2 separate regions of the Zea mays genome follow, and region 1 is linked to region 2. A link is a contact called in public Hi-C data. All regions are on one chromosome and are shown on one strand. The core of a region is the stretch at or near the end of the contact, and the rest is flanking DNA. Distances in the headings are between cores, read along the strand shown.

The links. A called contact is a pair of places that touch in the nucleus more often than the background predicts.
Region 1: a contact with region 2 is called in a Hi-C map of leaf, with 5 times the contacts expected there. The contact joins the enhancer-like site here to the promoter of LOC100383021 in region 2. A contact is called at or near these places in 9 of 25 Hi-C or Micro-C datasets (bundle sheath, ear, leaf and 2 more).

What each region holds. Positions count from the first base shown.
Region 1 is chr6:72,506,494-72,511,781 of Zm-B73-REFERENCE-NAM-5.0, forward strand. No RefSeq gene overlaps it. Among protein-coding and RNA genes, the nearest start is that of LOC100191580, 110 kb to the right of the region's middle. Within about 2 kb of position 2,133, at least 18 of the 20 cell types and tissues checked have an H3K27ac peak or open chromatin away from gene starts, as enhancers often do. A contact at or near this core is called in bundle sheath, ear, leaf and 1 more, where this site is marked.
Region 2 is chr6:72,049,660-72,055,174 of Zm-B73-REFERENCE-NAM-5.0, forward strand. It overlaps LOC100383021 (Oligopeptide transporter 7), which reads left to right and starts at 3,052. Exons shown (of 7, transcript NM_001361344.1): 1 at 3,052-3,228; 2 at 3,327-3,820; 3 at 3,903-4,000; 4 at 4,877-5,446. The coding sequence starts at 3,138. It overlaps LOC542521 (calcium dependent protein kinase14), which reads right to left and starts at 1,089. Exons shown (of 4, transcript NM_001301763.1): 1 at 935-1,089; 2 at 1-587. The coding sequence starts at 460.

The DNA.
Region 1 (5,288 bases), core at 883-3,382, 460 kb after region 2:
CTACGAGATCGCAGGTTGAAGAACCACTAAAATCGGAGTTACTGTTAAGAAGATATGATTTTCGAAAGGTTTTATTGATTAAATAATTAACAACTATATTTTATGTTGATTAATGTAAATAATATGAGAAAAGACATTAAAGAACTAACTAATTGAATTTTAATATAAGTTATCACCTAGTTAGAGATCATCAGTTAATCAAATTATATCTATAGCCAGATTACTTTCGTAAAATGATTAATCTACTATACATAGGGTAAATAAATATCCAATTATAAAAACATGTGGCATGTTTAATTGATATGTGTTACTACATAGTAAATGTCACACCTGGATTTAAGAGATAAAGTCGGGTGCGTCTCATATATGCGCCGACGAAGAACATCACATATAATGACAAAGTGTATAGAGATAAATGTCACAAATAACATAAATATTATTATTACATAGCGGAAGTCTTACAAAAATAAATGATAACAATGAAGCGAACTAAGTATTATTCCTTGGTGCCACAAAGCTGACTGGGAGACACCACATAGATCAACTCGTACTCTTCATTATAGGGCGGCTCCTCTTGGACCACCTACTCTTCGCCTATGGGGGGTTTATATATCGCAAGAGTGAGCTCACAAAAGATCATGTGAAGTGTAAGGCTGATCAATAAATAAGGGTTAAAGATGAGCATTCCTTTTAATACGTTGGTCAAGTTTATTAGCAGTTACTAAATGTAAGTAGATACCAAACTAGAGTAATAATAGATCAAAATTAATAATAAACCCCAATGCGATGCAAATGACAAATTGAATTTAATTCCATAAATTAATCATGCGAGAGTTCTGAGCTGCTCATGACCGCGAGCACGGCTAGTATACCAGTTTTACCTCTGCAGAGGTTGTACCATGTACCCACAAGTCGTGTATCCCATCTCGCCAGGGTTTGCAAGGCCCTTAGACACTGCCGAGGTGAATGGCTAGGGATCCACTACGAGGCCTTTACAAAGTTCCACTAGCTTGAGAAAACCCGCTACAGTTTCTAGGCAGAGCAATGCAGGAATCCCCCGTCTAACCGCCATCGCAGCAAAATCAACCCGAGAACCTACCTACGCACCTACTCCCCTACTGCCCTTGCCCCTATCGAGTAAGGTAGTCCTCCACTAGCTTTCCTAGTTAGTCAGCCAAGGGCGTCCCAATCCACTGTTATGGTGGCACGTGTTTCTCAAGTTAAGCTCGATGTTCCAATTAACATAGTTGCCTTATCATGAATAGAAATAGAACAACAACAATAAAGAATAATCATGTGTAATAGTTATCTCAATATCCAAAACCATGTATATCAATAGCAATGACTACCCAAAAATTCAGGGGTAAACAAGGTGAAAATATAACCAGACTAGGGTGACCTATTGGGTCCCATCAAAATTAAGCCTATGCATGATACAATGATTATAAAGAACATTATTGGTTAAATAAAAGCGGTCAAGGGCACAACTTGCCTTTAATGAGCTCCTTCTCAGCAACTTCTACCTACTAAACACCCGGATCCTCGACCACTAGCTCTTCTACTCGCCACAATACAAACAAACATGGTACAAGGATAAATTAACATCACACCAAACATGAATACAAAATACATAATAATAATATACATGTCATAACGAGATCGTAGGAAAAAGAATAACTAAATTCGGAGTTACAGATTTCAAGATATGATTTTTCGAAGGTTTTATGTGTTTGGTACAAAATTAATTGAGTAATCACTTCTAATGTAGCTTTCATGTTAAAACAGTGTTACCAAGTGATGACCAATATTATTACAAATTATAGGAACTGGAATGGACTAAAAAGAATTTAATATGAATTTTCTAGGAATTAAACAAGTTTCTGCAATTAATTTTATACTAAAAATCATTTTCTAATTGATTTTCTCAGGTTTTATTAACTGTCTGGACTACGCTATTATTAACAGGTAGTTCAGGGGCTTCTGCGTAAAAATTCCGAGACTCATACTACATCCGACCATGGATGGCGGGTTGATTTATAATAAGCATAGGGGTTATTTTGCATATCTACATGGCTAAAATGGTATGAGGCTTTCTGGACCGCGCGATCATAAGTGGGCGGCGTGGATTAGATCTATTTCTCCGTGAGCTGGTACGTGAATCCCAACTGCAGGATCAGGGATCTACAACACTGTAACCTCCTTAATCGACCGCGTCCGATTAGATCAGACGATCCAAAACTAACCCTCGCAATAGCCCTGACTATACGATCACAGTCGCACAGCCTTCATCCAACGGTCGAGATGCTTATCTCTAACATTCTAATCATGGACGTCGGTTATCTTATTGATGGCGCAGGAGCCACCCAGTATCTCAGGCGAAGAAACACGGCGGCACGCTCACCCGCGGCAGACGCCATCGCCGATGACAGCCAAATGCGGCGCCCTAACCCATTTTACCCAACACGACGGTATTTACAGAGAGGAGGTTATGGTGATCTCATTCGAACACCCCATACCAGGTATTGGTGATTCGATGGTGCTGGTCACGGTGTACAGCGGAGCTGCGGCGAAGCTTGTTCACGGCGAGAAATTGTGGTGTGCCAGCGCCCAATCCTGAGTAGCGCAGCCATGACCGTCCTTCCTCACACCTGAGGAAAGGCCCCGGTACCGCTGACGGCGTGAACAATAGCCCAATCGAAGATTTCCCCGGCAGTGGCTCCTTCTCTCCTTCCTCAATCCCATCTGCGGCAGAATTAGGTTTTCAGGGGGGTTTGAGTTGGACACACGAGAGTCCAGGAGCACAATATATGCAGTACAGGTGGGTCCGAGCGGTTGGACGAGGGGTGGATCGGATGGCCTTAGCTCCGGAGGTTCCGCGCGAGCTGTTGGGCGTGGGGGAAGATGCATAGTTGCTGGGCCCACCTGTCGGCGCAACAAAGCAGTTGGGCCGTGCAATGGGGAAAGTAAGGTGGGCCGAAAACAAGGGATTGAGCCCAGGCGCGATTTTCCTTTTTTCTTTTCTGTTTTCTTTCCCTTTTATTTTGAATCTCAAATTTTGAATTCCAACCTTTGTTGTGAATTTTGCACTTTATACTAAATACTTACATCAAAAAGTCAGTATGAAATAATATCTTTATTTATATATTTTCCTTTCTCACTTCTCCTTCTTTCTTTCCATTTTTATTTCCAATTTCTAAGATTTGAATTAGGTTTTAAACTTTTAATCCCTAATTCACATTATTAAAGTAACCTTATTAATATTATCATTATTATTAAATGCACAAACAATCAAACTCCAGCATGATGCACATGTTATTTATGTGTCCTTTGTTTTAATTATCCACTTTTAAATGTGGCTTTTCACATGTTCAAATAAATGGAGGCAACTCATATAAGTAGATCACTCTATTTTATTAATTACACTTTTGGGTATTACAGTAAATACTTATACGAGGCTAATGCAACTAGAATGCGTCAAAATGAGTTAAAATAAATGAGTTATGCATTTCCCGAGGTTTTAGGATTGAGAACATATCTAATGCACATGGAAGATTGGTGCACATGGTGCACATATTAAATCATCACCACTCATTTTAGATCTAACGTCTCTAGTTGTTTGGTATATTTTGCTAAGGACACCCTCCAACGTGGTGGTGTGTAATGGTGGAAGGTGTTATTTGTAAATTGAATGATCAACTAGAGACATTAGATTTAAAATGAGTGATGGTGATTTAATATGTGCACCATGTGCACCAATCCTCCATGTGCACCAGATATGTCCTCTTTAGGATTACTTTGGCATTTAAAAATCAATTTTGTATTAATTTTATTAATATCCGGAGGTTCACGATCTGCAGCCACAATTTCATTGAAGTGCAGGGTCTAATTGCAAAATACCAGGGCTCGGATGTAAGGTTCTTTGAATAGGATGGATCACAGGTTGGTTATGGAAAACCCTAGGGGCTCATATGCAAACCTACACGGCTGAAGGGGTAACTTAGAATCTGAGTCGTACGATTAGGATTTTGCGGCCTGGATTAGATCTGAGCTCCCGCAGGCACGCGAGCCGTAGGATCAATAATCTACAGTGAGGATTCTATTAACGCGTGATCTGATCTCCACCCCACGATTCCGAATCGGCGACCCAGATTTGATCTTGTGAATGGATGCGCTCCATTTAATCGCAGTCGTTCACTCTAGATCGGACGGCACTGGGCTCATAACCTTCCCCCAGCCATCCAGTCGCCCTGAAAGACGACAGCGCCCACTATTTGGCCGCGACGCCCTGCAACTGCAAGTGAATGTCGATTTGGCGCCCTGGTGGACCAAACCACCACACCGACGTGCTCTACGTGAAGTAGACGTCAGGGCGAACTAGTTAGACAGGAACCCCTACCTCGGGTTGGTGCGTTGCCCAGGACATCCGTGTGAGTACGCGATTGCACAGCGGACGAAGGAGCTCTCGCAAGGAATTGCACGCACAAAGTTGCTCCTCACGCCCAGATAAATCCTTTGCGCGAGCGGTGTGCCTTGGTGCATCACCCTGACAACCCCTAGAATCCGGATTGGCGCCACACGCACGGGGCGACGTTTGGTGGATCCCCGTCAGTCCTTGCTCCGATGATGGTTGTGTTCTCGGCGACGATGGCGGCTGAACCCATGGTGTCTGGCGAGATGGCTCGGTTGATGGGAGGGCATAGGTTTTATGTTGTGGGTGCAGTCCGGATTTGACCTGATCTCTTGAATCGTGCGTGCGAAGATCGGTCCGAGTTTGTTTAGGAGCTCAGGTTGTTACGATCTGGAAGAAGCACAATCCGACCAACTGGGCCCACGTGTAAATGACTCTGGGTGAAGAAGGGAGAGAGCTGTCCCGTGGGGCCCGCATGTAAGTGGTAGGTGTCACACATGAGCGTGGGTGGGCCGGTGGCTTTCTAGGCCGGTTACAGCTAGTTTTGGCCTAGATAGGTTCTTCCTCTTTTCTTTTTGTTTTTTTCTATTTCTAATTCCTTATTTCAAATACAAGTTTAACTTCATAGTTCAAATTCAAATTTGAGTCACAGATTTGGTTATAAATGCAACAACACATGAAACCCAGCATGATGCAAATATAGGTTTTATTTGAGTTTTTTTTATTATCTTAGTTAAGCAAATCCTTCTAACACTTAAATAGTATATTTAGAAAAATACTTTCTATTGTCTAATTTTTATTGAGATATGATTTAGCTTAAATTTCTTTAAAGAGTACCTATCAATGTATAGGTCCACAGGGGAATGATCTTAATTTACCA
Region 2 (5,515 bases), core at 1,802-4,301:
TCCCCTTGGCGTGGCAGTGCGCGACGACCTCCATGAGGTGGCGGAAGAGCGCGGCGGCCTCGCGCTCGGGGAAGCAGCCGCGCTCGTGGAGGCGGTGGAAGAGCTCGCCGCCGGCGCAGAGCTCCATGACGAGGTGCACCGAGTCGCGGTCCTCGTACACGGCCTTGAGCCCCACGACGTTGGGGTGGCCCGCCAGGCGCGCCATGACGTCGATCTCCAGCCTGACCCCGCGCACGTCGTCGGGGGACACGAGCCGGCCCTTGGCGATGGACTTGCAGGCCAGCGCCTCGCCGGTGACCAGGTCGGAGCAGGACCGGATCACGCCGAACTGGCCCCACCCCAGCTGCGGGCCCAGCGCGTACCGGTCCTCGAGGCACGACACGTGCGCCGCCTCCAGCAGCGCGCCGCGCAGCCCCGGCGCCTTGTACGAGCTGTACCTGGAGGAGCCGCCGCTGGCCATCGCGCTGGCGAGACCTCTGCCGCCGCACCGCAGACCGCGAACCTCGCGGGCTCAGCTCAGCTCAGCTGCGCCTGCGCCCTCCCTCTCTCCCCTCCTTCCACGGGCATTCCGCGCACGGCTGCCGAATCTGCGGCGACGAAAAGAGAAACAGCAAGGCCGTTAAGCTCTCCAAGCCCCGCCCGAAACCGCGGCTTTGCCCCCGCAAAAGAGACACAGATCCAACACCGCAGCCCCGCGAGCTCGGGACCCGGAGCAAAGCAACACCCGCGGCGGAAATCCAAAATCCCCACACCGCGAGCCCGTACCCGGAGCCGCGCGCACCAGCGGCGTCCCCCCCCCCCCCCCCCCCCCCCCCCCCGGCCGAGCGCGCGGCGCAGATCGAGCCGCGTCTCGCACGGGACGGCCCCCGTAACCGCCGCGCCCGGCTTCGAAGGAGCGGGTGGAGGCTAGGAATTAACAGAGAAACGCACTCACCTGCGTCCGCTCGTCGCCGCCGGCCGCGGGGTCGGTCAGCCTCGACTCCTCCTCCGCCCGCGGCCCAGCTCGCTCGCGGCGCTCGGCCCGCCAGCGCAGAGGGGCAGGAGGGGTGGTGCTGGCTGGTGGTGATGGTGGGGAGGCGCCACCACACCACTCTCTCTGATAAGAGGGGGCAAGTAGCAGGAGCAGAAGCAGCCCTTCCTTCCCCCGCTAATCATGTGGTTAAGCCTTGTTTATCCACTCCTTATTTCGCCATTTTTTTAAATGTCTATTTATTCAATAACCCCGTTGGCCGTTGCTCTGGCATAAGAGCTCGGTTTCCCTTTTTTTTGGGTGAATTTTGCAGGAGTAGGATTGCCAGGGGGAGGGTTGAGTTGAATTGAATTTGTTCCAACAACGTGTGGTTGGTCTGGTCGGGTCTGATTTCGAATTAGGTGGGTGTACTAGTTAGTGGTTGGACTTTGGGTGGATTTTAAAAATCCGTGCCGCGGCCTTTCTTTGCCGTTGCTTCGCTTCTCCGGTTCTCCTCCCAGGCCAAGTACGTCGTGGGTGGGACCTGCCATGGCTGGCGCCGCGGGTGTGGTTCCTTTGCGGAGGAAAAAAAAGGGAGAAAATGTAACCGTGTGATGTGACGTCGGTCGCTTATGCTTCCTACGGCTGGGAGAGAGAGAGCGCGCTCGTGTTTTGTTTCGCGAGCAGCCTATCATCACCACGTCTGGTCCTGATCTAACGGCGGCCGCCGTTTCCTCTTGTTCCGCAAGTGCAGTGCAGGTCCACGCGTCAGCAGCTGAACGGTCGCCCACGGAAAAATATCTCCTCCGTTTTCCCTTTGCTCCTTCGAAATCCATCTCTAGACTACACGACGACACAAGCAAGAACAAGCAGTTCCCAAAAGCGTCCAAGTGTTTACGCGTAGACACGTGTCGTGAGCGGCGGGGGCGGGTCGCTCCCCCTCACAACTACCGGTTCTCGCCCAATTTAGAGCTTGTGACAGGATTGATACGGATTGAGAGAGATTTTTACTTGCTAAGTATTGAAATCCCATCAATCTCCCTCAATCCATATGGATTGAGGCTCGGTGAGGCTTGAGTCGGCTCGCGAGCCAGAACCGAGTCTAGTTTTGCAGCTCGCCAGAACTGAGAGCCGAGCCGGCTCGGTCCAGCTCGCGAGTCAAGTTAACAACCTCAAGTATACTATTATATCATATTATTATTATGTTTTGAACTATTTTGTAAAATTTCTTGGACTTGATATGTGATACGCTTATATTGTAGTCTAGAAATATATTATACGTAATTTTTTTTATCTTAGATATAATAAAAAATATATAAATAATTTATATTCTAAACGCTATTTAGCGCAAGCAATTACCGAGCCGAGCCGAGCCTCTCGGGTGGGCTCGCAATATGACCGAGCCGGCTCGCAGCTGCACCGAGCCACGTCGAGGCGAGCTGAGCTGGGATCGTTTCCAGCCCTACCCCTGTTCCTAATAGTTAGGGCAAACAAACTACCGGTTGACCTGCAGCCGGTGCGGGTGGGATTAGTTGGCGTTGGCTACTTTTTCAGAACGGGACGGTCTTTCTGTCGGCCTTGTTGGAGCTGTTGGCGGTTCACCGTCACGGTACTCCTGCTACATTGTCGTGTTTTCAGGTAAAGTTCAGGACCTACGTACAAGCCTTTGCGAGTGTCCGTACGTAGCAGCCGCACACGACATTCTGCTCCTTTTTCTTTCCTGGGCCGACGGACGGCCCACGATCGTCTGAAGAAGAGCAAATTCCAGCCCATCGAAGGGAGAACGAGCAGGCGGCGCCTTTTAGACTGTTCCCACAAAAAAAATTATGCATGTCCTCAGAAGCAAAAGAGACACTTGCTATTGCCATCGATAAACTCAGCGCTCTGTAGCCTTTCATTCCATGTATGTGGACGTCGTTCTTTCTCGTATCACAAGGAGTGCTTGGTTTTTTTTTGGGGTTCAAGTTTTATTGGTGAGGTAGGGAGAAACTAGTGGCCTTTGGTATATGATAGCTATTGTAGTAGTGGCCAGTGGGGAGAGGGGGCCCATCGAGCACGATCTGTAGTGTAATAAATGCCAGAGCAGACGAGTCAGCTGAAAGGAGCCCAGCACGGCAACACCTGCAGCTGCTATTGCCACTGTCAGCCGGCCAAGTCCCAGTCATAACTCCCAAGTCCCAACCCAATCATGGCGTCGTCCGTCCACCAACTGGAGGAGCACGACGAGGCGGGAGAGGAGCACGATCGCCATGGCATCCAGCTGATCACCTCTCCGCTGCGTAATGCTCCCCTTTCCCAGCTCTCCGTTTCCTCGTTGCGGTGGCAAGTGGACCGCACTACCGCTCCGTTTGCTTTATTCCCGTTCCTTGTCATGCAGTGCAACCGTCGTCGCGGCGCCCGCATGGCTCGGCGGAGGAAAAGGAGGCTGAAGCGGGGGACGACAACGGCTCTCCGATCGAGCAGGTGGCGCTGACGGTGCCGGCGTGGGACGACCCGGCGACGCCGGCGCTGACGTTCCGGACGTGGGTGCTGGGCACGGCGTCCTGCGCCGCGCTCTCCTTCCTCAACGCCTTCTTCGGGTACCGCAAGGAGCCGCTCACCGTCACCGCCGTGTCGGCGCAGGTCGCCGTGCTCCCCGTCGGCCGCCTCATGGCCGCGGCGCTGCCGGAGCGCGCCTTCTTCCGCGGCCGCCCGTGCGAGTTCACCCTCAACCCGGGGCCCTTCAGCGTGAAGGAGCATGTCCTCATCACCATCTTCGCCAACGCCGGCGCCGGCACCGTGTTCGCCAAGAATCTTGTGACCTCTGTCCGCGTCTTCTACGGCCAGCACATGTCCTTCCTCATCGCCCTCCTCCTCATCCTCACCAGCCAGGTACGGGACGAGAGGAGTTTGTTAGTTCTCCTCCAAACAAGCGGGAGCTTGCATGAACTGGCCGGTTGGGTACCCTCATCAGGTGATGGGGTTCGGTTGGGCGGGAGTTTTCCGGCGGTATCTGGTGGAGCCGGCGGCGATGTGGTGGCCCTCCAACCTCGTGCAGGTCTCCCTCTTCAGGTACCACAAATCTGCATCTGCACAAGTAACGCGCAGTTATTTTGTCATTTTACATTGTCTGCAATCATCTAAAAGCTAGACTCCTCAACCAGTAATCATTATGGTAGTACCTAAAGACTAAATCTTAAATAAACAAGTACAAAGTAAAACGGAGGTGTGGGGGCATTAGTGGGCCATTTTTTAGCAAAAGATTCTCAAAGCATCAAACGCTATAATTTAATGTCCAGTATCCTGCATGGATATGTTTTCTGGTATCATATCATTGTGCTGAATCATTTCAACACAATGGACAAACATTATGGTTTGTCCTCCACTGTTTGTCAGTACACACACACTGACACTAATATTAATACTGAAAAAAAGAGTAGAGGCAGTACGAGCTGATGTATGCGTTGTAAACAACTCCAGCACTAAAATATAACAAAGTGAACAGAAAGTGCTTACCGATTCAAAGCTTCAACGTCACAAACCACTTCATCGTCAGGTGCAGTCTTTGCAAGCAAGCAACAACGGACGGTTAAAAATTACAAGCTGCAAAAAAGATCAGTAAGTACTGCTAGTTGATCCACAATTCCACATATACCCAAGCAAAAGAAAAGTAGGAAAATGCGGAACCTCTTGCCACTTCCATGGTTCTTTATTAAGATCCAAACAAGGGCAAAAGGACATACACAGTTGTGGACTGCTATAAGTACACAGGGATAAAGTAGTGAGTTCCTGAACCAGCAAACATGCCCATCAAAACAGCAACCATATCTTATGTATATTTAAGACAACTGATGTACAGCCTCAGAATATTTGGTAAATTTTCAAGACAAAAATAACATATTCCTGAGAAATTGAAACAACATATTTCTGATGCATTATGCTCACCAGGGCACTTCATGAGAAGGAGCGAAGGAGAAAAGGTAGCATGACACGCAACCAGTTCTTCACGGTGGCATTCATCTGCAGTTTCGCCTACTACATCTTCCCGGGCTACCTGTTCCAGATGCTCACCTCCCTCTCCTGGATCTGCTGGGTGTTTCCCAGCTCTGTGATTGCCCAGCAGCTCGGCTCAGGCCTCCATGGCCTTGGCATCGGTGCAGTTGGACTCGACTGGTCGTCCATCTCCTCCTACCTCGGAAGCCCCCTTGCTAGCCCCTGGTTTGCCACCGCCAACATCGCGGCTGCCTTCTTCATTGTCGTGTACATAATCACACCGATCAACTACTGGTTCAATGTTTACAAGGCACGCAACTTCCCCATCTACTCAGATGGCCTCTACACGGTGGCTGGGCAGAAGTACAACATCTCTAGCATCATGGACTCCCATTTCTACTTCGATACAGACGCCTATGAGAAGAGTGGGCCACTGTACATCAGCACGTTCTTCGCTTCCAGCTACGGTCTTAGTTTTGCATGCCTTACCGCGACGGTTTCCCACGTTCTCCTTTTCCATGGAAGGTATTTTCTTTTTTTGCTGTCAATTGCCCATCTTGGTCCACTCTGCTGAAGTACACATGAAGCTAAAAT